7 separate regions of the Mus musculus genome follow, and regions 1, 2, 3, 5, 6 and 7 are each linked to region 4. Evidence: chromatin contacts called from public HiChIP or PLAC-seq and promoter capture Hi-C data. All regions are on one chromosome and are shown on one strand. The core of a region is the stretch at or near the end of the contact, and the rest is flanking DNA. Distances in the headings are between cores, read along the strand shown.

What was found. Promoter capture Hi-C pulls out the DNA fragments that hold promoters and counts their contacts. HiChIP or PLAC-seq counts read pairs in DNA pulled down with a chosen protein or histone mark.
Region 1: an H3K4me3 HiChIP or PLAC-seq map of forebrain shows a contact between it and region 4, with 7 times the contacts expected there. The contact joins the enhancer-like site here to the promoter of Rrm2b in region 4. A contact is called at or near these places in 1 of 39 promoter capture datasets (hippocampal neurons) and 3 of 115 datasets of contacts at active chromatin or transcription factors (the SCID.adh cell line, embryonic forebrain and forebrain).
Region 2: a contact with region 4 is called in an H3K4me3 HiChIP or PLAC-seq map of bone marrow-derived macrophages, with 5 times the contacts expected there. The contact joins the promoter of Baalc here to the promoter of Rrm2b in region 4. A contact is called at or near these places in 1 of 39 promoter capture datasets (liver) and 1 of 115 datasets of contacts at active chromatin or transcription factors (bone marrow-derived macrophages).
Region 3: a contact with region 4 is called in an H3K4me3 HiChIP or PLAC-seq map of forebrain, with 11 times the contacts expected there. The contact joins the enhancer-like site here to the promoter of Rrm2b in region 4. A contact is called at or near these places in 6 of 39 promoter capture datasets (the 3T3-L1 cell line, cranial neural crest, embryonic stem cells and 2 more), 2 of 484 Hi-C or Micro-C datasets (cortical neurons and palatal mesenchyme) and 5 of 115 datasets of contacts at active chromatin or transcription factors (embryonic forebrain, embryonic limb bud, embryonic stem cells and 2 more).
Region 5: a contact with region 4 is called in a promoter capture Hi-C map of embryonic stem cells, with 4 times the contacts expected there. The contact joins the enhancer-like site here to the promoter of Rrm2b in region 4. A contact is called at or near these places in 6 of 39 promoter capture datasets (the 3T3-L1 cell line, cranial neural crest, embryonic stem cells and 3 more) and 2 of 115 datasets of contacts at active chromatin or transcription factors (embryonic stem cells and forebrain).
Region 6: a contact with region 4 is called in a promoter capture Hi-C map of hippocampal neurons, with 4 times the contacts expected there. The contact joins the enhancer-like site here to the promoter of Rrm2b in region 4. A contact is called at or near these places in 2 of 39 promoter capture datasets (hippocampal neurons and stem cell-derived epiblast-like cells), 4 of 115 datasets of contacts at active chromatin or transcription factors (astrocytes, embryonic forebrain, extraembryonic endoderm stem cells and 1 more) and 2 of 9 other capture datasets (adipose tissue and liver).
Region 7: a contact with region 4 is called in an H3K27ac HiChIP or PLAC-seq map of embryonic stem cells, with 2.9 times the contacts expected there. The contact joins the enhancer-like site here to the promoter of Rrm2b in region 4. A contact is called at or near these places in 4 of 39 promoter capture datasets (the 3T3-L1 cell line, embryonic stem cells and hippocampal neurons) and 5 of 115 datasets of contacts at active chromatin or transcription factors (astrocytes, embryonic forebrain, embryonic limb bud and 1 more).

What each region holds. Positions count from the first base shown.
Region 1 is chr15:37,051,974-37,055,396 of GRCm38.p6, forward strand. No RefSeq gene overlaps it. Among named protein-coding and RNA genes, the nearest start is that of Gm34724, 7.4 kb to the left of the region's middle. Within about 2 kb of position 1,303, at least 57 of the 459 cell types and tissues checked have an H3K27ac peak or open chromatin away from gene starts, as enhancers often do. A contact at or near this core is called in forebrain and hippocampal neurons, where this site is marked.
Region 2 is chr15:38,932,113-38,935,384 of GRCm38.p6, forward strand. It overlaps Baalc (brain and acute leukemia, cytoplasmic), which reads left to right and starts at 1,797. Exons shown (of 2, transcript NM_080640.6): 1 at 1,797-1,964. The coding sequence starts at 1,797.
Region 3 is chr15:37,099,496-37,103,123 of GRCm38.p6, forward strand. No RefSeq gene overlaps it. Among named protein-coding and RNA genes, the nearest start is that of Gm41301, 34 kb to the right of the region's middle. Within about 2 kb of position 1,491, at least 88 of the 459 cell types and tissues checked have an H3K27ac peak or open chromatin away from gene starts, as enhancers often do. A contact at or near this core is called in cortical neurons, forebrain and hippocampal neurons, where this site is marked.
Region 4 is chr15:37,959,726-37,963,448 of GRCm38.p6, forward strand. Rrm2b (ribonucleotide reductase M2 B (TP53 inducible)) reads right to left here and starts at 1,330. Exons shown (of 9, transcript NM_199476.1): 1 at 1,119-1,330. The coding sequence starts at 1,166. It overlaps Gm49085 (a long non-coding RNA gene), which reads left to right and starts at 1,433. Exons shown (of 2, transcript XR_003951596.1): 1 at 1,433-1,816.
Region 5 is chr15:37,162,883-37,166,557 of GRCm38.p6, forward strand. The region is part of intron 1 of Gm41302 (a long non-coding RNA gene); the gene reads right to left. Gm34820 (a long non-coding RNA gene) reads left to right here. Exons shown (of 3, transcript XR_383949.3): 3 at 3,322-3,675. Among named protein-coding and RNA genes, the nearest start is that of Gm41302, 3.6 kb to the right of the region's middle. Within about 2 kb of position 1,494, at least 11 of the 459 cell types and tissues checked have an H3K27ac peak or open chromatin away from gene starts, as enhancers often do. A contact at or near this core is called in embryonic stem cells, where this site is marked.
Region 6 is chr15:37,030,226-37,033,895 of GRCm38.p6, forward strand. No RefSeq gene overlaps it. Among named protein-coding and RNA genes, the nearest start is that of Gm34724, 14 kb to the right of the region's middle. Within about 2 kb of position 1,561, at least 99 of the 459 cell types and tissues checked have an H3K27ac peak or open chromatin away from gene starts, as enhancers often do. A contact at or near this core is called in adipose tissue, astrocytes, extraembryonic endoderm stem cells and 2 more, where this site is marked.
Region 7 is chr15:37,078,714-37,082,152 of GRCm38.p6, forward strand. No RefSeq gene overlaps it. Among named protein-coding and RNA genes, the nearest start is that of Gm34724, 34 kb to the left of the region's middle. Within about 2 kb of position 1,803, at least 14 of the 459 cell types and tissues checked have an H3K27ac peak or open chromatin away from gene starts, as enhancers often do. A contact at or near this core is called in embryonic stem cells, where this site is marked.

The sequences.
Region 1 (3,423 bases), core at 53-2,552, 910 kb before region 4:
TGTCTGCCTGGACACTGCCATGTTTCCTGCCATGATGATAATGGACTGAACCTCTGAACCTGTAAGCCAGCTCTGATTAAATGTTGTCCTTTGTAAGAGTTGTCTTGGTCATGGTGTCTGTTCACAGCAATGCAACCCTAGCTAAGACTGCAGCCCTGTAGGACTCCCCAGAGTCTGTGGGGCTCCCACCACTGCCCCATTGCAGGTCTGCTCTTGCTTTTATCATCTGTATTTCCTGAGAGGGGCCATGGGCATTCCTCAGTCTTCACTTCACTTCACCACCTGCCAAGGCAGAGAGCTGCTGGTTTTAAGAAAAGATGAAAATGTTGGGTTCACACTGAGTTGCCATGAGAAACATCTGCTTTCATCAAAGTAGAAGGTAAGAGAACATTCTTAATCTGTTTCAAATTATTCAGTTATGAAAGTGGAGTCAATTGAAGGTTTGCTAACTGGCCAATCAGAGATCACAGTTTTGAGCAAACCTCCCCCAGTGCATACTCCACGGGATCGCTCTCCTGAGAATGTTAGTAGGAGTGAACACCATGTTGGACATAATCCTTTGTTAATGGAGTGTAGGGCAAGGAGGGTTACACACAGTTTCTATCGCTGGGCCTATCAGAGCCTGCAAACCTGTGTTGCAGACCTCTCAGGGCATGGGATAATTTCTAAGTTGATGTTCAAGCTCCCAGATTCATATCCTTCTAAACACTCTCTGAAAAACAGATAGAAATCCCAGGGAGGTGAAACTACACTTCCTAATTATTCTAGAAAGACAATTGTGGAAGTAATTCTCTGGAAAATGCCAGAGAATTCCCTCATTCTGTGGTCATATGTGAGGATTTTAAGAGGCAGAGGACTGCAGGCTTTGGAGAAAAAGTGGCATTTATTCAGTGTTCTCTGGCCTGACCACCTGTCATAGGTGTACATAACATGTGTCCTAAAGAGAGCAGGTCATGGCCTGGCATGCTAGCAGTATTGTTATCCAGTTTTCGCTCCCGAGCAGCTATGTCCCCAATCCCACCCTCGTTACCTCCCTAGCACCCCTTCCTGTACCTCCTTCTGCCCAGCAGCAGCACAGAGTGCCTGGCCTGCCTTACACAATGTGTTCACTTAGTGGCCCACCCGTTGTTAGTGACATAAGAGTGTGGCATTGTCCTATAGCCTGCTCCATCACAGCCTTGGATGGGTGGGCATCCCAAGACTTCCCTTTCCCTCCTCCCGACTTCCTCCTGCAGACCCTGCAGAGCCTGTGGGCAGGTCTGCTGGGCTCCCCACACCCACTTCTGTCCTGTTGCCTTAGCAACGAGACTGAGAAAGTTGGGTTTCCTGGTATCCAAGGTTACAGCATTCAGCCAGCTGCTACATGCTACCAATACATATGGATCCAGTTGGTGAATCGGAGGTTTTAATTGTATACAGGCGGCATGCCTGATCTGGGTCCACACATGAGACTTTTATTAGTAACCAGAGCCCAGAGTGTAAAAAAGAGCATTGGGTTTCCTTTTCCATGTTTTGTGGTCCTCCTGGAATCAATGGGAACAGCTCCCCTCCCTCCCCAGGATCAGGGAAATAGGCTGTGAATGCAGGGGAGAGAGTGGTAGAGATGGGGGAACAGATGTGTGGGTTTGTCTACTTAGATGGATTTGCACAGTAAGAGGAGGCTTCTCTATATCTTAGAGTTACAAACCTGGGTGGCCCTTTCTGGGTCGGCTCTCAGCACGGCTTAGTCACACGTGCTCATTAGGCCATGAGTGTAAAATCACACAGGTGTCTCATGCCATCCTACCAAAACCTGAGGAACAGAAAGATGTTAAGGGGCCAAAGTGAGAGACGGAGGACTCTGGGCAGCCATCCTGTGGAACATGATCCTGCTCCAGGCAAGTGACCTCTTACTGGAAGGAAGTTTTATGTCTTCCTTGTGTTTGCTCAGAGAAATTAAAATGCCATTAGCTTCAAACCAGTTTTCAATGAAAGGTTCGAGGTTATTATGACAACATTTTCCAAGCTAAAACAACTGGTCCGATCAGAGACTCTGAAATACAAAGAGAGACAAAGCCGTAAGTCCATGTGCTTTCCCATTGATTACACTGATCCATGCAGTGCTGGGCAGTGAATGGGGGCTTGGATTGGACATGCCACGCTGCAGTTTTGGGAGTAGAGGACAGCTTGCTTGCTGGTGCCAGCTCTTGCTTTCCACAGTCTGGTGGCAAGTGCCTTTACTCTGAGCCATTCTGATGCCCTCCTCCAGACGTCCCCTGCTAAGAAATCAATTTGACGACTTTATATAAAATAAATGTAAAACAACCTCTCACCCAGCCATGTGTTCAATCAGTTGTCATCAGCAGGAAAAATACTAATGGAACCCACATTCTCCCAGGAGGTTCAGCATGTGAGCAAGGGACACCAAGGGGTAGATACCATGTGAGGGATCCCATGGGGGTAGATTCCCGCTTTTATTCACATGCTCTTTTCTTTCAAAAACTCAAATGATATTTTTACTAATCTTTTTGTGAGTATTGATACCAATGTTAATAGAAATTTCTGAGTATTGATACCAATGTTAATAGAAATTGACCATGAAACCAGACTTCTAAGAAACATACAGAATGAATATTAAGAGATCTAATTATTAAGCTCAGATTAGTAAATTCGTAAAGTCATACAGTTCCTACTTCAAAAAGTGTGATCTTTGATTTGTGAGTCATGATCCATTAAAATTTATTTATTTATTTATTTAATGTGTATGTGTATTTTCCCTGTCTAAATGGCTAAGCACCATGTGTGCAGTTCCCTGAGCGGCCAGAAGACGGCGGCAGATCACCTGGAACTTGAGCTCTCTCATGATGGCTGACATCTGTCCCCAACTTCTGTTTCAGGCTTTTTTCTGGCCTTCAAGAGTACTCGGCATGCATGAAGGTGCTGGGAACTAATTCTGGGGTCCTCTGGAAGAACTGCAATGGTACTTAACCACTGAGCCACCTCTCCAGACCCTATGATCTATTTTCTAAAGGAAATTTTATCCCACTTTCCAGGATTTAATAAGCATTTGGGTCTGCAGAAGCTGGAATTTTAAAGAATGAGACTGAATTCTTTGCACTACATCTTAAAGACATGTGATATCAGTGTGCCAAGAGCTTTGTTTTAGGGGAATCAGAAGTGGCAAATATTAGTAGTAATTTAAGTTGCTCTGAAAATTTGGGCAGCATGGCACCTGTACCATCCTGTAGGCTTTTAAGTTAATAAAATTTAATTGTGCAATTTGCTTCTTTATATCGCTTATAAAGTTATAAGTGCAAATACAAGAACACCTTCCTGTTACTCAAATTGTCGTGTTGTGGAGACAGCTGATCATCAGATAATATCCAGTACTTTTACGTTCCTTTTTTTTTTTTTAACAACAGCAACAAAATTAAGAACACATTC
Region 2 (3,272 bases), core at 547-3,046, 970 kb after region 4:
TGTAGCAGCTACATCTATGATCATAATATAAGGATCCTGTGCAGTCTCTAAAGTCCTCTGCCTCAGAATCTAGGGGGACTTTCAGAAATCCATGTTCCTGAGTCTCTACTGAATCAGAAATCTGGGCCAATGGATGTCAGGATTTGCATTTTAAGACACCATTAATGGGTTTCCTAAGCACTAAGGTTGAGAGCAGCCTGCTTGGGAGTTTTACTAGGAGGAAGCACTTGCTTGTACCCCAAGCCTCAGAAAAGCACAGGTCTAGAATTAGACTTCAATGTCTCCTCCTTTACAGTAAGGGCAAGTCCCCCACCCCAGGCTGGAGTAGGAAGAGAGTGGTAAGCAACAGATAAGCAGATGGCACCCAGCATCAATGCAGGGGCTACTTTAGTCACTGAGCATGGATCATGGTTCCTAGTTCACAGGGCTCCTGTGAGGGTTAAAGGGGCAACATGCACAAAGGCTCTAACGATGTCTGACACAGACAGGGTAAGCATTATTTATGGCCTAGCACCAGCTGTCTCTTCCTCACAATCCTCTCTTTAGCCATGTTGGTTACATTCTTAACTTATGACTCACACAATCAGCTAAGTGCTTACCGACTAGCCTACCGAGCCTGGCCTATAAGCTGAGATGTTCTGATAGCAAGCTAAAAAAATGAGGCCAGCCAGGGATCGTTGCCATATGTAACCTTTCTAGATTGCTTAAGAGGGTACCCCAAAAGGTCAGCCACAAACCCCGTGTTTCTGTTGTGTGAATCTAGCTTGTATTTCTTACCAAAATGTGAAAATACAGAAAAAGGACAAAGTAAACTACATTTCCCTCTGTTACCCAGAAGTGTAGCCTATACAAAAGACTGGCTGGTCACTTTCAGCAAATCAGCTGCAGTCATGAGCCCAGGACCTCCTGGGCTCAGAAAGGGCCTGGCTCAAATTCAAAGCTCAGTGAACACTGTCTTGACACTCTTAGTCATTTTATTTTTGAATTTGAGTCATACAAGTGAAATTCAAGGCCCCTGGGTACAGCTTCCTGTTGTGAGCCAAGTCCCAGATGGTGGACGGCCATCTAGACTAGGCTGGTGGAGGAAAAGGGATGGCCTCTCTGGCTGTTCCCTCATGCCCGTAACTCCTGTGGCATCTGGCTGGCTTCTCTCCGCTCATTTGGCAGATCCCTTCTTTGATCCCTGGGCCTTTTTCTCCTACAAATCAGGTACTTGTTGTGTGTCCTGAATTCCCATCTTGTCCTCCTTTTGCTTTTTAGTGAGGTCATTTATTTGAAGTTCTGTGTTTCTTGGCATTTGTTGTGGGAGACACACTTGCTCAGTCCAATAGGTGGAGACTAGGAAAAATTATCTTTGTGTAACCGTCAAGAGAGTGACCTTACTTCTAGGAATTTATCCCAGAGAACCACTAGGAATAAAATTATTAATCAAAAGGAATGTTATTCCAGTAACATCTAGCATTAGAACGTGGAAACAAATATCCAGTTAGAGGGCATTGGTTAAATGATTGCTTGTTCGTACGACCAGCAGACGTGTAAAAAATAACATGGCCGAGTGTTTAATAATGTGGAAAAGTTGCCATCAATGTGTTAAGTGAAAACTTCAAGCTACAAAGCTATTTTTAAATCTTATTTTTAACGTAAAAACACACGTATTCTTACAGGAAAAGATAGCTTTACCAGGTGGAACTTGAGGCCACCTTTTGCTATTAGCTGCCCTTTCTTTGCCACCTTGGGATTGCTTGTAACAGCTGCCATTTGCAAGCCTCTGGTGCCATTCTCTCCTTGCCTCCCCAGGTGTGCTGGAAGACGGACTGTCCTCTAACGGGGTGCTCCGACCTGCAGCCCCGGGTGGAATAGCCAACCCAGAGAAGAAGATGAACTGTGGGACCCAATGTCCCAACTCACAGAACCTCAGCTCAGGCCCTCTGACCCAGAAACAGAATGGCCTCTGGGCCACAGAGGTAGGGTCAAAACTACAACATCAACTGGGGATGGAGAACAGGGGTGGAACTTACAAATCGGGACCACCAGCACTGTGTCCAGGGAAGGAAGACCTCGGGACCTCGGGAATCGAGGTTTTCCACCACTCAATGTAAAAACTTACTGCAAATGCCATTTTAATCCTTTCCTTGTGGGCTGTTGAGTTTTATTTAACTTATAGAAACGAGTCCTAGAGAGTTGCCCTCTGGAGGAAATGTGTGTTGGTTCAGGTACACAGCTTTGTCCAAAAGTCTCCTTGTGTTAGGCAGCAAAGCCAGCGGAAGGAAACAAAATTGGCATTGTACCTCATACCCTCTAATCAGCTGGTCAGTGCAAGGGTCTTCAAGGGTGACTCTTGTAAAATATCATACCAGCATCACCAGAAAGCTTGCTGTTTGAAAGAAGGCTGGATGCGGTCCTGGACCAGGCTGGCATCCTTTGATCCCTTACTTCCCAGAGGTTCTCCTGCTGTGCCTGGCTCCTCCATGGGGTAGGGCTGGGGGAGTGAGGGCTGCAGCCCAGAATGAAAGCTCTGAGCAATTGGAGACTCTGCAGTCTCTTCCTCCTCCTCCTCTTCTCCTCCTCTCCTTCTTCTTCCTCTTCCTCTCCTCCTCTCCTTCCTCCTCCAATTTCCTCATCTTCCCTGAAGTCCACCATTTACTTGAAGGTTCAGAACCCACTGATCCCACCTGTCCCAGCTCTGGCCTCCTGCATCCCGAGGGCACAGTTTCCTACCTAGTGATGGTATTCTTTTTGTTTTTTCTTCTGATCAGTCCCTTACATGGTAGTTTATTTCCCAAAGCACTTTCTTTTTCTGAGTTGATAGATCACAAAAGCATTGTTTTGTGTAGATGAAGACAAGGATCAAGTTTTTCCGTTACAGCAAAGACATTGTAAACATGTACATGGACCTTAAATAGCATACAATGCCATGGGGAAGAATGAAAACTAGCTAAACCCCGAGGTGACCAATTTTATTCCATTTCACTGTGTAACAAAGCTTATCGTTTGCAAGAATTTTGCGATGGAATTCCTTTTCACATCATTAAGTTGCTTTCAGTGGCTTTGATCAGCAAACCAGTTTCAAATTTGTCTCCAAAGTTCATTACCCGAGGAGACTTGTAGAGTCAATCTTTCAGAATCTCAGGTTTCTTAAACATATAGTGGAAATAAAATAATATCCAAAGGAACAGACAGATGGGCCTCCTCTTATAGACTGCGATACAAAGAACAATGGGAAGGAGGGACAAACATGATAGCTGGGCCCACAACACAATGACCTCATTAAG
Region 3 (3,628 bases), core at 241-2,740, 860 kb before region 4:
ACTCCCAGGATCTACAGAATGCAGCTAGCACACAGTGTACTATGTAACAGTCTCCAATGAGATCACTGTTGCTGTGTAACAAGCAACCCCAAGATAGAGGGCTTCATATTGCATCTCCTTTCCTATCACTCATTGCTCTGTGGATCAGGAGTTCTGGGAGAACGTGCCTTGGCGGTTTCCTCGTCCTTGATACGGTATTGTCCATCTGACCATTGGTCTGGTGTAGAGCAATGGCCTTGCTCGTATATCTAGTAGGGACAATTACGACGCTGTGGTGATTTGACTAAGAAATGTCCATCATAGGCTCACATATTTAAATAGTTGGCCCCCAGTTGGTGGCATTGTTTGAGGGGAATTATGGAGCCTAGGAAAAAGCTTGTTATAGCTTAGCCATTTCCAGTACTACAGTTCATTCTTTGCTTTGTGTTTACAGTAGAAGATGTCACCTGTCAGCTCCCTGCTAAGGCTGCCTGCTGCCAGGACTCTCTCACCATTATGGATTCTCCCCTCTGGAACCGTAAGTCAACAGAAACTCTTCCTTCCTGAGTTACTTTTAGTCACAGAGTTTTATCACAACAGAAGGCAACTGATAAGCATGTGACTTGGGTCCTTTGCATTTCTTAGTAACCAAGGTAACCCTGTGTGGAAGCAGGGGAAGCTCTGAGTGAGTGTGTGTTGTTGACATGATAGGCTATGTCAAAAACCCCACAGCCTCAGATGCACGGGGAGCAGCACCCCGCCCCGCCCCGCCCCCGCCCCGCCCCCGCCCCGGTGAAATGGAGGAATGGTAAAGTCTTTTTCTCTCAGTGAGATGTGTGCAGTATGTGCAGAAATGAGCAACTGCAGCTTCATCATGCTGGATAACTGCAGCCTGAGACTGCTCCTCTCCAGAGAGATCTACGTAGACTAGTGAGCCACTCCCACTATGCTGCACTTAAAAAAAAAAAAAAAAAGCCTAGGTTCTGGGTTGCTGTGCAGTAATGGTGCTGCTCCAGCAGAGGGAGCACGACCTACCTGATTGTCTGTCCCTTCTTTCCTTTACTACCCAGTCAGGGCAATCCCTTGTAAGACAAGACATTTCCCTTCCAGCACGGCAGCTGGACTTCTTACATGAAGAGCCAAGTACCCAGCAGCAGTGATCTTCAACTGTCAAAGTGAGTCAATGCTCGGATCTGGTCCAAGTAGACACAGAGCCGATATAATAGAAGCAGAATAGATAGCATCAGCCCGCGACCAGTCTCCTGTGATGACGATAACCATTCAGCTAGTTATGAATGGACACTGACAGTTTTAAGAAATTTCCATATGCACAAGAGAAAAGAGCTACATATTTTCTGCTACAAAACCAAAAGGTTCCCAGATGCCTCCCCTCAAATGAGTGGCCATCGATAGGTTTCCCGGAGCACAGTGGCTGTTATCAGTTATTCATCCACAGAGACCTTCAGAGAGGACACAGCTGTGAGGTGGTTGTGAGTCTGGATATCTGATAGCTTTCCCCTCTCCTGTGCTAAGCTCAAAATTGGCCACAAAGTTGTCTTACCTCCTAATCCCAACTGTGGAGTTGAGTCAAATTGACTTTACAGATAGGGTAGTTACGGATGCTGAAATACAGAGCTTATCTCAAGTTGCCTGGCCATATGCAATGTGACCATAAGGACCGTTATAACTGGGACGCAGGAGACCAGGGTGGTTAGTGGGAGAAGGAATGGTCAGAAGCAGTGGGCAGCCTCTGGAAGTTAGCACAGACAGGGAACAGATTGTCCAGTAGAGCGGCTCTTTGACATTGGCCTCTGAGCCATGGAGAGCAGCCCCAGAAGGCTGGCCATCTGTTAGTGACCTTGGAAGCTGGGTGGTACTACACACTGACTTTCTCTTGAGTGCTCTTTCTCTGTCTTGTATGTTTTAAAGTTTCTGTGACTGAGTAGAGTGAAAGAGAGCTGTGGCTTTGGGGACCAGGACAAATGAGGGGAGGTGGCACTATAAAGTGTTCCCCTAGGGGCTAGAGAGATGACTCAGTGGTTAGAACACTACTGCTCCCACAGAGGACCCATGTCTGGACCCCAAACCAGCACCAGTCAGCTCCCAACCACCTGCAGCTCCAGGGCCAGCAGATCCACTGCCCTCTCCTGGTCTCCAGGGGATCCTGCATCACCTTACAGACACATGCATACATGCAATAAGAATAAATCTTAAACAGAAAGGGGTATGTATGCATTGGGGTTACCTAGCTGGAGACTTTCAGGCCTCTGTGCTACACGTCACTTCTCCCCAAATACTTGCCCACCTGCCCCTTAAAAGCCTGCTTGTTAGCTGGGTGGTGGTAGCACACGCCTTTAATCCCAGCACTCTGTAGGCAGAGGCAAACAAATGTCTGAGTTCAAGGCCAGCCTGGTCTACAGAGTAAGTTTCAGGATAGTCAGGGCTATACAGAGAAACTCTGTTTCTAAAAACAAAACAAACAAATAAACAAACAAAAAGCCTGCTTATTTTCAATTGAGTATCTGAGGACAGCAAGCAGTCCAGACTGCTTTCTGTTGTTTGGCTAAGCCATTGGAAAATTCTTGTACATGTGTAGACTTAACTGTCTGCTTTACCCCCCACCCCCACCCCCACCCCAGGCCTTAGAATCAGGCCTGGGCCAGAGCAAGTCCTGAGCTGTTGCTGACAAATGGCTACATAGCTACACAGTTTGTACATTTTACATTCACAGGCTTGTGGTGAATGAATAATGTTTGTAAGATTTCAGAGAAAAGGAGGATGTAGCAATGCAGACTCCAGACTGAGAGAAAAGCCTGCTGTTAGGGGTAGAGAGAGTGCCAGTTTCTACCTTCAGGTTGCCTTCCCTCAGGCCACAGCACCATCTTCTGGACAATGGTAAACTAGGGTTAGTCTAAAATTCCCTCAAAGGCTAAATCCGTGGATTAGCTGGAAAGAAAGGCTGGCCAAGGGCATGCAGGACACACCCAGCTGCTTGAAGTACACCATTGTGTATGTGCAGTTTGTGTGTGTGTTTGCGAAGCTAACACAATACAGTGGTTAAGATTTCACATGGTTCACAAACATAAAACCAGAATAGAGAAATGCCACAGACCCTCTGGGCCCCTTTGTCTGCGTGGAACGGGTCTCTAGTTGCGGGTGGACAAAGCGTAGGATGAGTGACAAACAGACGCACACAGGAGAGTTCGTGTGGAATCTGAATGTAATGTCAAATCGAGCATCAGACTTTTTATGCAAAAGACAATAAGGAAGTTGAGTGACATATTCGCAAGGTACAAATGAGGTAACCAGATGCTTAATGACTCTTACACAGAACAGAGGAATGAAAATGCAAAGACTGGCAGGAACTGGGCAATAAAACAACTGAGACAAAGTCAGCTCTATCTAAGGTCAGCTATAGTCTTAGAAGCCAGGTGTGAGGTCTTTACACTCCTAGGGCAAGGGCTTTCACACCCAAGTCATGGTTCTAACTAGGGAGTTCCGATCTAGCTAACCATCTCATGAATAATGCAATACTCTAAAACCACATCCCGATCTACTTTCTAAACCATTGTAAATTCCTGTATATGGGAGCGACTTGGCTTTTATTGATAGTGTAATACCAGAGGCTACTCTGAATGTCACTGTCTAG
Region 4 (3,723 bases), core at 80-2,579:
TTATTCTAGGTCTAAACCTTTGCTCTGTCTTTATGAATTAAAAGTAATTTTTTTTTTTAAAAGTTAACTTTCAGGTGTTAAGCCAGAATGATTCCTGGTGTCATTGGCAAACCAGAGAAGTCTAAATATTGCCGGAAAGGAGAAATTGGTGCTGAGTATCTTTGTTTCAAGGGGAAAATTAAGGGATAGACATAATTTATTATTAAACGATTACAGAATAAAAATCAACTTAGAACCTCCATCTTTGTCTAGAAATGCCAGTATAAGCATGAATATATGTGGGCTCAAACTTTTATGGCCCCTTCCAACTTGCCACAGTATTAACTTCAAGACACCACAAAGAGAAACAGGCTCACATACCAAAAAAAAAAAAAAAAAAAAAAAAAAAAGTATTACTTGTATTCCAGATGGTTTAGAATATTTGTCTCCAAAATGTGGAGTTGGAATTACACAGTAACAACTTACATTACTATAAAGCCGTATAATTTTTGTTTGCTCTTATTACATACTTCTTTCTGCTAGCACGGGTTAATTTTAGATTTATTAAACACTTTGCATAAAGCACTTCATTCTTTGTGAAGGAAGAAACACTTCCACTACTGAAATGAAGAGACACCCCGAAGATTCAGTTAGAAGTTCGGTGTGAGGAAAACTGGTCTCCCAGTCTTTTATTCGTTGTAAGGGTTTCTCGTCCTCCCTTCACCTGTCATCTCCTCCCCTCATCCACCTGCATCAGTTTCCACACGAGTTCCTCAACTGCATCTGATGGTTCACCTCTCTTGCGTAGATCCGTCACAGCCCTTTTTCACCCGCCAGGGCTCCCGACAAGAAAAGAAAGACTGGAGAGCAGAGGTTGGAGAACAAGGGGACACGGAGACTTCCTCAGCCGGGACCTGAGTGTTCCTGCTCCGCCCTGAGCAGAGCAGCACAGCGTCCATGCTCGCCCTTCCCGACTCCCCAACACTAGCCTGAGGTGAGGGCGCTTCCTTTCGGCCTGCACAGTGTTTCTGACGGCGACGAATAAAATACTACTCTACAGCGGACCTGCGACTGACTCGCAGCAACCTAAAGTCCGGGCGTGACCCAGGGGTGGAGGATGAAGCGACTGCGACATTTACCTCACCCTTCTCCGGCCTGGCCGCTTCCGGCCTTTCCGGGTCGCCCATCGCGCAGACTCCACCAGAGCCACCCGAGCTGAGGAACTGAGCGCGGCCGACCAAATCCTAGTAGGATCAGATCGTCCTGTGCGAACCTCCTCCTGCTCCGGGCACGCCTTGCCGCGCCGGTCCTGGGTTCTAGCCGGCCCATTGAGGGGCCTTCTCTGCGGTGGCTCCGCCCAGGCACGCTACTCTCGGCGCCTGAAAGATCCGCCTTTCCTGCCGGCCCCGCCCCACTGCCTAGAGATCCGCCTACCTCAGCCGGCTCCACCCAGCGTCTCAGAGATCCGCCTACCTCAGCCGGCCCCGGCCCGCCCCGCCAGAGATCCGCCTACCTCAGCTGGCCCCGCCCCTCGCCGCCGAACTCTGCTTCCTCGGCTGGCCCGCTTCTCTTCACTGAGCAGGGTCCCCACTCCGGCGACGGCTGCGTAAGTTCAGTCCGCAGTACCAGAGCACTTCAAGCCTGTTCTTTAGCGTCGCATGACCCCGCCCACTCTTGCTCCCCCAGCTTCCGCGCTGTTGCCCAGCCTGTCATCTGCTCTGAATTCTAGAGCGTCTACTGGAATTTGCAGTCTGCCTACTTGTGCCAGACTACCTGGTACACGAGGTGACTGGCACGCCGGGACATTCCCTAGCCCTCGTGGTGCCCCAGCGACACGGTAGGTTGCACCCAGTCAGTCCAAGAGACTGCCAGAGTGGCTGTAGAGCTGCCCACTGGATGGGATGTGGAAAGCAGGGTGGGAGGTCGACACTGTTAAAAACTCCAAGGAGAAAGGAACTCTTGTATTTCAGCAACCAAAAGGAGAAACTGGAGGGGGAAAGTGTGTGCGTGAATGGAGCTTGAGAATGAGTAGGAAAAATAGCTAAATCCTGGGAAATACCTTGAAGTCTTTGTGATTGTTTAACTGAGTAATATTTATTGAACTTTCACAACCTGATAGGTTCTATTCTGCTAAGCCCTTTATGTGAATTAATCTTTGAGATATTTCCCTGTAGTCGATACTGCAATTTTCATGTTCCAGATTAAACTGAACCCGAAGATAAATAGCCAAGATTAAGCAACCAAAATACGGTAGACTCCAATATCCTTGCTACGGATACTTTTCAAAGCAAAGGTTAAAGTTGTAAAGAGATTCAACACTTTTGTATTGCAAGGGCCAAAGACAGTGAATAATGATGGTGGCAATACTCTTGGTTGAATTGCTTCTATGTTTTCAGCATATGGTACATATATGGTAGTACGACAGAAAAATATAATGAGCGGGATGGGACTGTAGCTCATTAGGTGATGATGTACAAGGCCTTGGGTTCAATCCCCAGCACTACCCCTTCTTGTATACAAACACAAATAAGATATACAAATTAAATAATAATATGGTGAAAGAAGAGTTGAGTATGGTATTGAACACCTCTGATCCCAGCATCTTGGATAGGAGCAGGAGGATCGTGAAACCAAGGTCGTCTTGGGCTAGATGGGAAGATCCAGTCTCAAAGCCAAAAACCAAAAACGTGAAAAAGAAGTAAGAGATTTTCAGTAGATTCTGGAAAGAGCCTTGTTATGACTTCAACATCTGGCAACTGCTTGGTGGTTAGCCTCTAAAATAGAAAGCAGGATAGAAATTTTGCTTTAAGCTCTAAAGCTTAATTAACCTGAAGCGAGTTATCTTTCTTGGAGCAATATGATCAAATGCTGAGTAAAAACTTTTTATATATTATAAAGTTTTCTGGGAGGAAAGTCATTCTCACAAAAGATAACTTACCAAAGATTGCATAGCAAATAAACTACAAACAAGGATTCATTCATTCAAAGTCATCAAAACAATACATCTCAAAGCATTTTTTAAGAGTAATTCTGCATGAAGGCACGGAAGAGCATTTAGATGCAGATAAGGCGACCTGCTTAATAGTCCCTGAAATGTGTTATTTTGGAAGGAAATGAATGCTTAGCGTGGCACAGAATTCCAGTCTGCTTCCTCAAGTAAGTAATATGAGGAATCCCAAGTAACCCTCCCTTCTCAGAGCACAGACATGGAGATGCATTCCTTCAGTGCTTTCCTGATGCTCCATTTGTATTGATTTCTTACAACTTTCACAGCTCTGTTCAATTAGGTCTCTTCAGCTTGCTGAAGAGTTCCACGTGGTCTTCTCACAGGGCAGACAGTATCTCCCAACCCTCCACTCAGCTGAGTGTGGATACTGGACAGCACTTTCCCTCTAGTACCTGGAAGAACCTGTTTGGACCTACACTAAAGCAAGGAGACGACTTTAAAAATGTTTTTAAAGTATATGAATATTATATCTCTGTGTGTGTAGGTAACTATGGAGTTCAGAAAAGGGTACTGAATGCCTTGGAGCTGGAGATACAGGGTACTTGGAAACTTGTATCTTCTGCAAAAGCAGCTAATCACCCCAAATTTGAAGCAGTGGGGACCTCTGTCCTTGGTGCTGATGTTACTCACAGTAGTCCAAGAGACCAAGATAAATCAACTTTTTATTTTCCATCACTTCTCAGCCCCTGAGAGACTGAAGTACAAAAGTAACCAAAGACTAAGCTATAAGCAGTGGT
Region 5 (3,675 bases), core at 244-2,743, 800 kb before region 4:
TTCATGGTGCCAAACCTCAACTCCTTTGCATGATCCCTTCTGTCCTGGGCCATCAATTGCAACTGAGGTTGCACCTTCACCAATGGCCTTCCATGGCCTCTCAGAGTGCCGAGCCTCAGCTGCTCTGCATGACCCCTTCATGCCTTCAAAACCAGTACCACCTGGGTGATAACTCTTACACATTACCAAGGTACAACCTTGGCTATCTCTGGAACGCCTCTATGCTCTCAGAAAACACTTCCTAGAAGATGTCACCTCAATGATGCTGGTCGCTTCTTAATCACCGCTAATTTCTTAGCTCCAGCTAACCAGCATCAATAGTCCCAGTAATGTAAAGTTTTTGCTTTAGTAGTTCTGGTATCTTTTTAATCACAGCTGATTCTTCAGCCCCAGCTAACCAGAACCACAGAATCTTCACAAAATAGCAATGGCCCTGAAAAGAGTCTTTAATCTTCCCTCTGAAAATTCACAAGCCAGGCCTCCATCTTCTGCACTGTTCTCAACATTATCTTCCAAGCTCCTACACAACATCCCACAGAACTCTTAATACTGAATGGATCGTCTAGCTCAAAGTTCTAAAGTCCTTCCACAGTCCTCCCCAAAACATGGTCAGGTTGTTACAGGAATACCCCACTCCTGGTACCAATTTGTCTTAGTCAGGGTTTCTATTCCTGCACAAACATCATGACCAAGAAGCAAGTTGGGGAGGAAAGGGTTTATTCAGCTTACACTTCCATAGTGCTGTTCATCATCAAGGAAGTTGACACACAAAGCCAGCCAGAACAGGGACCATGAGAGGGAGAGAAAGAGTATAGCAAGAGGTTTAGTACAAGGAGCTCATTATGTGTTTTCTTTAAATCTGTTTGTGAGTGTGTTTTCACACAGGAAAGGTTAACAGTGGTTATCTTCCTCAATTTTTCTCCACTTTATTTAGTTTAATTTTCTTTAACTCAATTGTTACATATGTGTGTGCATGTCATAGCATGCATGGAAGTCAGAGAAAATGTTCAGTGGCTGGTCTCTCCTTCCACCACACAGGTCCCAGAGATCCAACTCAGGTTGCCAGGCCAGACAGCACTAATCACCTAACAACGCAACAGCTCCTTTCCACCTTAGCTTTTGAGACAGGTCTATCTGCTGATTTGGTAGCCTGGCTGGCTAGTGAGCTCCAGGGATCCTTTTGTCCCTGCTCCAGCCCACATCTCAGCTCCATGCCTAGATGTTTACAGGGAACTGGGGAATCAAACCAGAGTCCTTGTGCTTGCCCAGTGCAGAAACTTTCTTTTCAGCCCTCAAGATTTTGATAATTAACTTTGTTCCTCTGTGGGTGGGGAATCCCTCCCATCGTCCCCCCTCTCCAATTCCTAAAGGGGCTACTTACTGCTATCAAGCTAATTACCCACCAACAAAAGGCCAATGTTTAACTTAACTAGAATGCAGCCTTCACAGCCACAAGTCCTTCCATGGTCTCTCTAGCCAGATTGGAAGACTGACCTGGAGGAATGTTTATAACAATAGAACACTCAGGCAGCCAGCAGGTGCAGGGGAGTGTGACGGCTCGCCACTGTGGGGAGGGGTGTCACACTTACAGTTGGGGGGGGCACACTTGCGCCTGGGGTGGGGTGGGTGAGGCTGGAGCAGGGGCACGACCGGACAGCACGACCTGGTGACAAATCCTCCACCTCTGTCACCTGTATTCTTTTCAACCCTCCACTTGCCAGACAGGTCAGCACCACAAGAACACAAAGTTCTTGTTGACGTCCTCCCAGGAGGTCTCTGAGCAAAGCCACTTCCCTGCTGGGCCTCTGCGAGGGGGCAGGGGTGGGGGTTGGGGGGGGGATGAAGAGCCACAAGACAGCTCCCCTGCCAGAACTCCCTGGCACCTGGAAGGGAATCCTCATTAAGATAATTTTGGGAACGTTTACAAAGATGAAGTTCAGGGTCATTGCTCCCTGTAGTTCCTAGTAAAACCTTTGGTACTTGCAGGAGGGAAGCCAGGGACGCAGAGGACATGCACTGGAGAGGCCAAGAATAGCAGGCCTGGGCCAAGGGCTAGTCCCACGGGCTCCTTGGAGAACCCGGGCAGCTGCGTTACACTTGACTACTGTTCCTGGCCAGTACACCTCCAGTGGGGACAGACTGCCAACCTGGCTGTGCCCAAGCGTGCAGCAGTTCTTGACTTGGGCTTTATGGGAAGCCTAATTCATTTTCTCAGCTAGGTGATCACTCTCTGTCTGTGTCTCTCTGTCTCACTATCTTTCTGACAGGTCTCACTCCATAGTATAGGCTGCATGGTGATTAAAGAAGTCATTTATGGTCAAAGAAGGAAGTATTGGATCTCTTGAAACAAAGATGTGAGATGTCACAGGAATCTAGACAAAAAGAGGGCACAGTAGTGGAATGCCCTTGAAGCTTTAGAGACATAGGCAAGCACAGGCCCTGGGCTTGGTCTTCCCTGCAGGCACCTTCTCCCTCAGCTCAGACCTGCTCCTGGGGAGTTCCTGCCCTTCCTACCTCTATCTGCCACTCAGAACTGAGCTCAGCTCCTCCCCTACGCATCAGCTGCCAGCGGTCCCCTTCTTTCCTCCTCCTCTTCCTCCTCCTCTTCCTGGTTATTTTCAAAACAGGGTTTTTCTGTGTAGCTTTGCTTGGAATTCACTATGTGCACAGGCTGCCTGCCTCTGCCTCCCAAGTACTGGGATTAAAGACCACTCAACTTCAGGCTCCCTTTTTAAATCATATAGCTACTACATCTTTTTCAAGTCTAAATATATGGCTATACTAGGCATGGTGGCAGATGCTTTTAATGCCAGACCTTGTCTCAAAACAACCTGTCTCAAACCTGTAACCCTGTCTCAAAAACAAGCAAACAAACAAACAAAACAAATCTAAAAGAGAGAGAGAAATACATTGATGTGATTGTTTTGACAGCTTGAACCATTTTGTAAGAAGACAATATCCAAGCAGCACCAGGAAGCTGCAACTGTCCTCTTCTTTGGATCGGCCATCATCTGGCCATCTCCTGTTTTAGGAAGAGGGATAGATTCCCTATTCTTTTTACCTTATCCCTGCCCAAATTAGACCCACACCTCTGGGCAGGTGGCGGTTTCTTCAGTCCTATGAGCCCCTTTCCTTTGCCTTTTCCCATCAGGCTAACCCTTTAGGATGTGACCCTCTATCGCTCTCCAAGGAGAGTTGCTGAGTCATTTGGTTTCCCACAAGGATCCTCTGGCAGTACCCACCCTCCCGTAATTGGAGGGAGGCATAGTATCCAGTCTGGAGGGAGAAAGTGAACGCTTCATAAAGCCTTCTGTTTTCTAGGAAGCTGAAGAACGATGGACGGGGATGAGACTCACACTTCATCTACAGGATTGTCAGCGCATACAGTGAAAACAGGAAGAGAAGGAGGAAAGAAGGGGACCTCTGGCAGCTGACGCATAGGGGAGGAGCTGAGCTCAGTTCTGAGTGGCAGATAGAGGTGGGAAGGGCGGGAACTCCGGGAGCAGGAGGTCTGAGTCCAGGGAGAAGGTGCCTGCAGGGAAGAGCCAAGACCAGGAAAAGACTGGGCCCGGGAAGGCTGTTAAGCCTCACGCTCTGGGAGTGGGAATGAAACTGCAGGGGCAACGGTGAGCTCAGATGTTATCTAAAGAGGGCAAAGAGATGGCTCTTGTCTTC
Region 6 (3,670 bases), core at 311-2,810, 930 kb before region 4:
AACTTGGGTAGATACGTGAAGAATCAGAGCTCAAGAGAGCTCTAAACACAGGTAGCAGGCTTGTTGTCCTAAAACTATCCAAGAGCTGAGGCAGCCTTCAGGGAAACAGCCTCCTTGACTTAACAAACGTTTAGATTTCAGCTACCCTGAAGGATGCCTCTTGGATGGCCATGGCCATGAATATCAAGTGGCAGAAAGTGGTTCGTGAGTAGGCTGGTGCTCATAGATAGGCCTTAGGAGGTTCTGCTTTCCTTCTGAAATTAAAACAAGTAAACAGACATAAAGAGTCTGTAAGGCTGGATGTGCTTTCTTCTGCTTTGTCCCTTATGAGAGAGGGCATGGTGTCTACCTGTTTTTCAATTTCCCTTCTGTCTTCCACCATGCAAGAACACTGTACGGTGAAGCTTCCTGTATGCCGGCACCTTGGGCTTCAGCTTATAGCCTCCAGAATGTCAAGAAATTAATTTCTCGTTTTTCATTGTTCTGTTTGTTTGTTTGCTGTTGTTTTGTTGAGATGGGGGTCTTAAATAGCCCAGGCTAGCCTAAAATTCACCGTGTAGTTGAAGCCGACTTTGGATTCTGGATCTTCTCCTCTCTACCTCACAAGTATTGGAATTCCAGGTGTTCCCAGCTTTTGTGGTCCTGGGGACTGAGCCCAAGACAAACATTCTACAAACCAATTACACCTGCAGTCCCTAAATGTCCCTAAATTACACCCCCCCACACACACACAGTAGCTGCTTGGCTAGACATCCCTGCCCCCAGCTACTCACCTATGACAACACTGTGGATGTGGAATCCCAGTCTGAGCCATGCCTCTACTTCCATGCCCACTCAGAGGCTGCCAGTACTAGCCTGAGAGCAGTCCTCAGGCCTGGCACAGCCTGGTGCTCATCGTCATCCTTCCCTCCCAGGCCTGTGCTTATGATTTCCCGGCATCTTTCAGACAGAAGGCAAACATTTACAGTGGGGGGAAGGCTCATATCTATCTTAGTCATATTGTTTGTCAAAAAGAACACAGAACTCAGAAACAGAGTGCCTGAACTCAGAACTCAGATCTGCAGCTTCCCGTGTGGCCTGGACTATCTCTTCCATTGTCTTCTGAGTCTGATTTCCTTGTTTGCAGAATGAGAATTGTCATTATTCCTGATCATTTTCCTTTCAGAGAGCTCAAACTGACTGAAGCCTGATAGGAGCTCAGCAGCTCCCATCTGAGTCACTCAGGATACAGGTCTGCTTGCATCTACATTCCTCAGCATTCCAAATGCAGGCACAGCCCAGGGTCCACAATGAATGGAGTCAGTGGTCGAGGTAATCCACTCTAAGCTCAGCTAGGACAGAGCATATGACAGGAGGAGAAGCAAGTCCCCTCAGTATGTTATGGTCTTGTTCTCTGGTTGTTCATTTGGAGCTCTTTATACTGGACTGAATTTTTTCTACCCAGAAGTCTGGAATGTTCCTTCCCTCCCCCAGTTGCTATTGAGACCAGAACTGCCTGCAAGAGCAGCTGAGCAATCCATCAGGCACTGCAGCTTGGCTGGAGATGTGAGCCCACTCTGAATGAGCCTTTCAGCGACACAAGGCTCCTGTGGGGGTGTTATAACTTCATGGCTACAACATTACAGGCATTGTTCTAAGCTTGCACAAAAGCCTTTGCTCAACCCAGATGCCCTGAGTTCTGCAAACTGCCCATCCCTCTGCCACATTCTTTTCAGACGAGGTTTGCTGAGTAGTTCTCACAGGATTTTCTGGGGTGGGGCTACATGTAGGCAGAGATATCTGGGGCAGGGCTACCTGTAGACAGAGGCATCTGGGGCGGGGCTACCTGTAGACAGAGGCATCTGGGGCGGGGCTACCTGTAGACAGAGGCATCTGGGGCGGGGCTATCTGTAGACAGAGGCATCTGGGGTGGGGCTACCTGTAGACAGAGGCATGTGACAAAGACCAGAAGGATTTTGTTGCTACTAATTAAAACTTGATTTTCTTTAATATAAAATTTACATCTGCTCCTAGGTGTTAAGTGTGACTCCTAATCAGGACGTTGAACATTTCTGTCACCCCACAAAGTTATCCTTTGTCTCTTTCTTTTCAATCCTGCTCCATCTTATAGACAGCAATAGGCCTGACTCCCATCATAATAGGTGAATTTAGCCTTCTTGAAAGTTTCATATAGATGACACTGTACACCATGTATTCTTTTTCTGGATGCTTTTTAAAAAAAGATTTCTCCATGTATCAGTATGTTGTATGTGCGCAAGTGTATGAGTGCTGCAAGTGTATGAGTGCTGCCTGTGAGTATGTGTGAGTGTGTATGTGAGTGTGTATGTGAGTGTGTGTACACCAGTGTCTATGGCTGTCAGAAGGGAGTCTTTGGATCCCTTGGAGCTAGAGTTATAGGTTTGTGAGATGTTCCATGGATGTGCTGGGAGCTAGCTTAGGCCCTCATAAAGGAGCAACATGCTTGACAGTTGAGCCATCTCTCCAGGCCCTGGATCTGAGTTTTTTTTTGCTCTTGTTATTGCTTGGATCCATGGTACATTTAAAAATTTTTTTATTGGGGAGTAATTTCCCATTGCACAAAGTACATTAGGTTATTTCTGTAGTTGAATAGGACATTTGGCTTCTTTTTTCTTTATTTTATTTTTTGGTCTATCATGAGTAGGGTTGCTATGGGGATTTATGTAAGAATTTATGAAGGTGTATTTTCCCTAGCCTTGCTAACTCATATGGCAGGAAACTGCTTAACTCCATAAGACACTGTCACACAGGGCAGTCTCTTTTCTCATAGTCAGTTTCACCAACAGTGTGTGAAACTCCAGTTGTTCCAGTCCTTACACACCTGCCTCCCTTCCCATCAGCTCCATGGGAATAGCACACGTGGTCTCTCCTAGAGTCTATGGAATATTAGTAGAATCACCATTTGCTACACACAGCTCTGGTTGAGACAGATGGGAGTGGTCAGAGGGCTTTGGTAGCACTGAGGAGCTCTGACTCCTCATCTCTCCATCCCTCACCACGTTCTGATGATTTTCCATGATCAAGATCATCACTGTCATTAATGTTCTGGAAGTTTCTGTTTTGGGTCTCAATCCCTGAATCTGGGACAAAGTTAAGCTCTTGTTGCAAGATCAAGAAGATCTTTGCAAGCAAACAACATCGAGAAGGGTGCTTCCTTCTCTGTACCCCTTCACCTCTGCCTGTTGGCCTTCCTCGGAAATAATTTTACTGAAGTATGCAGCTCTGCTCAGACACCAAGTCTTTTTCATCATTTGGGATAGACAGAACTTTGGGTAATGAAAGACGCTCCAGCATCATAAAACACCATCCACTGATGTCAGTTAAGGCCTGCACAACTTTCTCCTCCAATCTTGGCTTCTAGGAGCTCTCCAGGGTTCTGCCTCACATTAAGTCTGCTGCCAGACACTAGGGTTACAGGCTGCATCCATCCAGCCATCATCTCTACATGGTAAACTCTGAGGCAAGCTTATAGTTCCAACCCAAACCCAGATGTCATGACTCCCTGTGTGGTAGCCCTGCCTTCCTTTTTTTAATCTCTCAGTCAAACTCAGTCAAACTGTTTAATCTCTCAGTCAAACTGCCATGTCTTCCCAGCTTAAGTGCATCTAAAATATGGGAATGAATGTCCTTGGGCCTTGTGTAGATTCTTAAT
Region 7 (3,439 bases), core at 553-3,052, 880 kb before region 4:
TCGGCACCAATCTTGGAGCTGGAGTTAGAGCAGCCCCAATGGCCAGGTTAATAGACTTAGAAACTTGTTGAGAAAACACATCTACCTCATTACAGAGCTTGATCATACCATTTATATTTAAACTCTTGGTTTTACCTCTCAGGGCAGCCCTACATGCTGAATTGGCATTTTCAAGAGCAAGTTGTCAAACTAACAGACCCTCACTTTCCTTAGGTCCCAAAATTTTCTCAGCTGCTTTCTGGCAACGAACTGCGCATAGGACTCTTGGGGCCCTTGTATAATCTTGGTTAGGGGCATAGTTAGCGCCCTTGCTGCAGGGACAGCGCGCCAAGCTCTCAGGGCCGCTTGTGCTGTCTGGGCGAGGACAACAGGGGAGAGCCCTAATTGTTTTATGTCTGTAGCGAAATTGCCTTAACCACAGATTTTGTCAGCAGTTCAGGAGGCTGTCTTCCACAAACTCTGACTTTCAAGTTAAATATTGGCCTCTAGTGAGGACAGACTGAATAACTTTATTCCATTCATTGGGTATCAAGTAGCCTTCTGCTAAACCTTCTAATAGAGATACTGTGCGCCGGCAGCTTAGTTTTGCTTTTGTGAGATGGCGATTGGGAGCTTTCTAAAAAATCTTCAGTAAGGGCTAGGAGGCAAGCACCTTTTCCGCCCTTTTCTGCCTGCTCAAGGAGATCTCTGATGATTCCCCAATAACTAAAAAAGGACTCATGGACATCTTCTCCTTGTTTTATTAAACTATCGATTTCTTTGTCTACTTTATTCTAAGTTTCAGAACCATTTAATACCAGCCATGGACATTTCTTGTCCACAAAACAAAAATATATTATTAAATTCCCCCCTTTTTTAAAAACTCTTATCCCTCCCTCCTTAAGAGAACCCTTTATCTCTTCACTAAATGCCCCATGGTTAATGGGACAACAACTGAATGCCTAGGCTTACCTCCCGACGTCCGTACTCAACACTCGAGTGAAGTGTCAGTGGACTGTCCCACTGTTTCTCTGCGCGGTACCTCTTTAATCCTTAATCCGTTGTCCGGAGGGCAGTCGTACCTCGTGCCCCACGTTGGGCGCCACTTGACCCGTCCAGCAGGTCCAGTTATTCGAGGATCTCGAGGGGACCTCCTCCTAATAACCAAATGGGGGGTAGAGAGAGACGAGGGTCTTGTACGAATAACGACACGGAAACCGTTCTGAAGTTGTATCAAGACCCCAATGTACTGAGAAAGGTCCAAGGTTTAAATGCACAAGCAAAGGGGGAAGTACAGATACTTATCAGTGGGAGGGGTAGGGCAATACAAGCAAAAGGAGAAGTACTTATGGGAGGGGGGGCAATAGAAATTCTTTCTTTTGACAGCTACACCGGGAAGCAGGAACTTGGTGGTATCAGGGTGTGGTCAGGACAACGGTGATGACCTAGGGCTGGAACCTCCCGTGGTTCTCGGAATCCATGTGTCGGTGGCCCGCTTTTGACCCTCTTTTCTTCTCGGGGGGAGAGGCCCAATTCAGAGATCAGGACAATAGCGTTGCCTTAATGGCTCCCAACAACGTCCCCTGTGTTTTCTTGTCTCAAGGGCAAAATTACTCTCAGCAGAACAGCATCAAATCAAGAACATGGGCATAATGTTATAAGCAAAACCCTACAGTGAAGGTATGGAGGGGAGCTGTGGGCACACCCTGGTCAGACTCTGCCTCTCTGCTCATTCCTTAAATGAACCTCTGACATCTCTGCCCACAAGCAGACCGAAGGCAGTGCAGCCCTGATGTCAGATCTCAGCTGCCTTTCTCGGGTGGGGTGAGTCTGAGATGTGTGTTCTACCCCACCCCACTCCATCTGCATTTCTCTGCACTGCCCAGCTTTCCACCCTCCCCTTCCACTTCCAGAAAAAAAAAAAAAGAAAAAGAAACAAAAAACAAAAAACTACACATTTGAATCCTTTCCCTAGACCTGCTTCTGGGAAGCTCCAAACTCAAACGCCACAGAAAGATAGCCTCAGGCCTTCAGGATTCTTCTACATAAACATTGCCCCAAACTCCGCTGCAGATGATGAAATATTCTAGACCTTTGTTAGAGCTATGACCACATAGATAGCCACTAGGCACAGCTGGCTTCAGAGTGATGCTTTGTAGCTGATATGACTGAAAACCTTCATTTTACACTTTTACTGAATTTTAATGAATTGCTATGTAAGGGTTTGTTATTTGCCGAGAAATGATACTCGAGACTCAAATAGTTTGCAAAAGCAAGGAGCATTTCATTCTGCAGAAGACCAGCATGCGGGGGTCCCTCATTCCAAGATGGAGAGACCCCAAAATGAGCTTGCAGGCCCAATTTAAAGCACAGTAGGGAATTTCCAGGGTAGGTGACCTCTATCTTAATCTGTTGGGTCATCTCTAGGAACATTCCAGAACCATTGCTGGGGGTGGAAACTGTTGCAGAGGAAGTCAGGAAACTGCTGCTGACCCATTGCCCTTGCCTCAGGCCAGGTGGAGGGGCAGCTTCTGGTGGCAGGGCAGTTTCTGACTAGCTGCCTGAAGCCTGTTTTTTTTTTTTTTTTCTTCAGTAACTGACTTGCCTGGGCTTGCCCAGTTCTTAGAAACAGAGATTTAGGCCTAGTCTCCTTAACTGACCATTTAAAGGCTGTCTTGGGATCAACCTATCTCATCCCTCTCTGCTATAGTAGTATTGGTATGTACTGTGTGATTACTGTGTAGCAATACCTACAGACATGTCTTTTGGTTTCTACCCATCCTTGGAGAAGCAGAGCTATTTGATCTATAAAAAATAAAGGCTGGTGGGGTGGGGAGAAGACTGGCTTTGGGCAGTTCTTCTTTCACCTGTTTTTCTAGAAGGAAGCACACAGTTGGAGGAGCATGATTTCCCTTAAGGCAGATGTCCACACCATCGTGAGGGAGGGACTGATAAATGATTGACAGACCTACACTATCCATGAAACTGGTACCACTCAGGATGCCTGTAGGTCCTGTGTTAGACCAAATAAAATGATGCCAATTGTCTTAGTTAGAATTGCTATTGCTGTGATAAAAACCATGGCCAAAAAACCCCCAAGTTTTTGAGGAAAGGGCTTACACTTTCAGCTCACAGCCCATCTCGGGAGGAAGTCAGGACAGGAACTTAAGCAGGGCTAGAACAAGTGGGAATGTGTGACCTTAGAGAACATAAGATGACCACTGAAAGACCTTGCTAGAATAGCATGCTGGGGATCTTCCAGATAGAAAGTTGTGACAAACACTCCCATCCCGGAATGACTCAGCAAAACAAGCTTTACAAGAAAGCAAGGCATGTGCAGATAACCTGATATTTCAGTTCCCTCTTCTGGTGACTAAGACCTCACCTCACCCAGGGCCATCAGTGCTGCTTAGGGAAGGTCATGAAACACCTGCCTCTCCGGAAGGGAGAGGGTAATTAT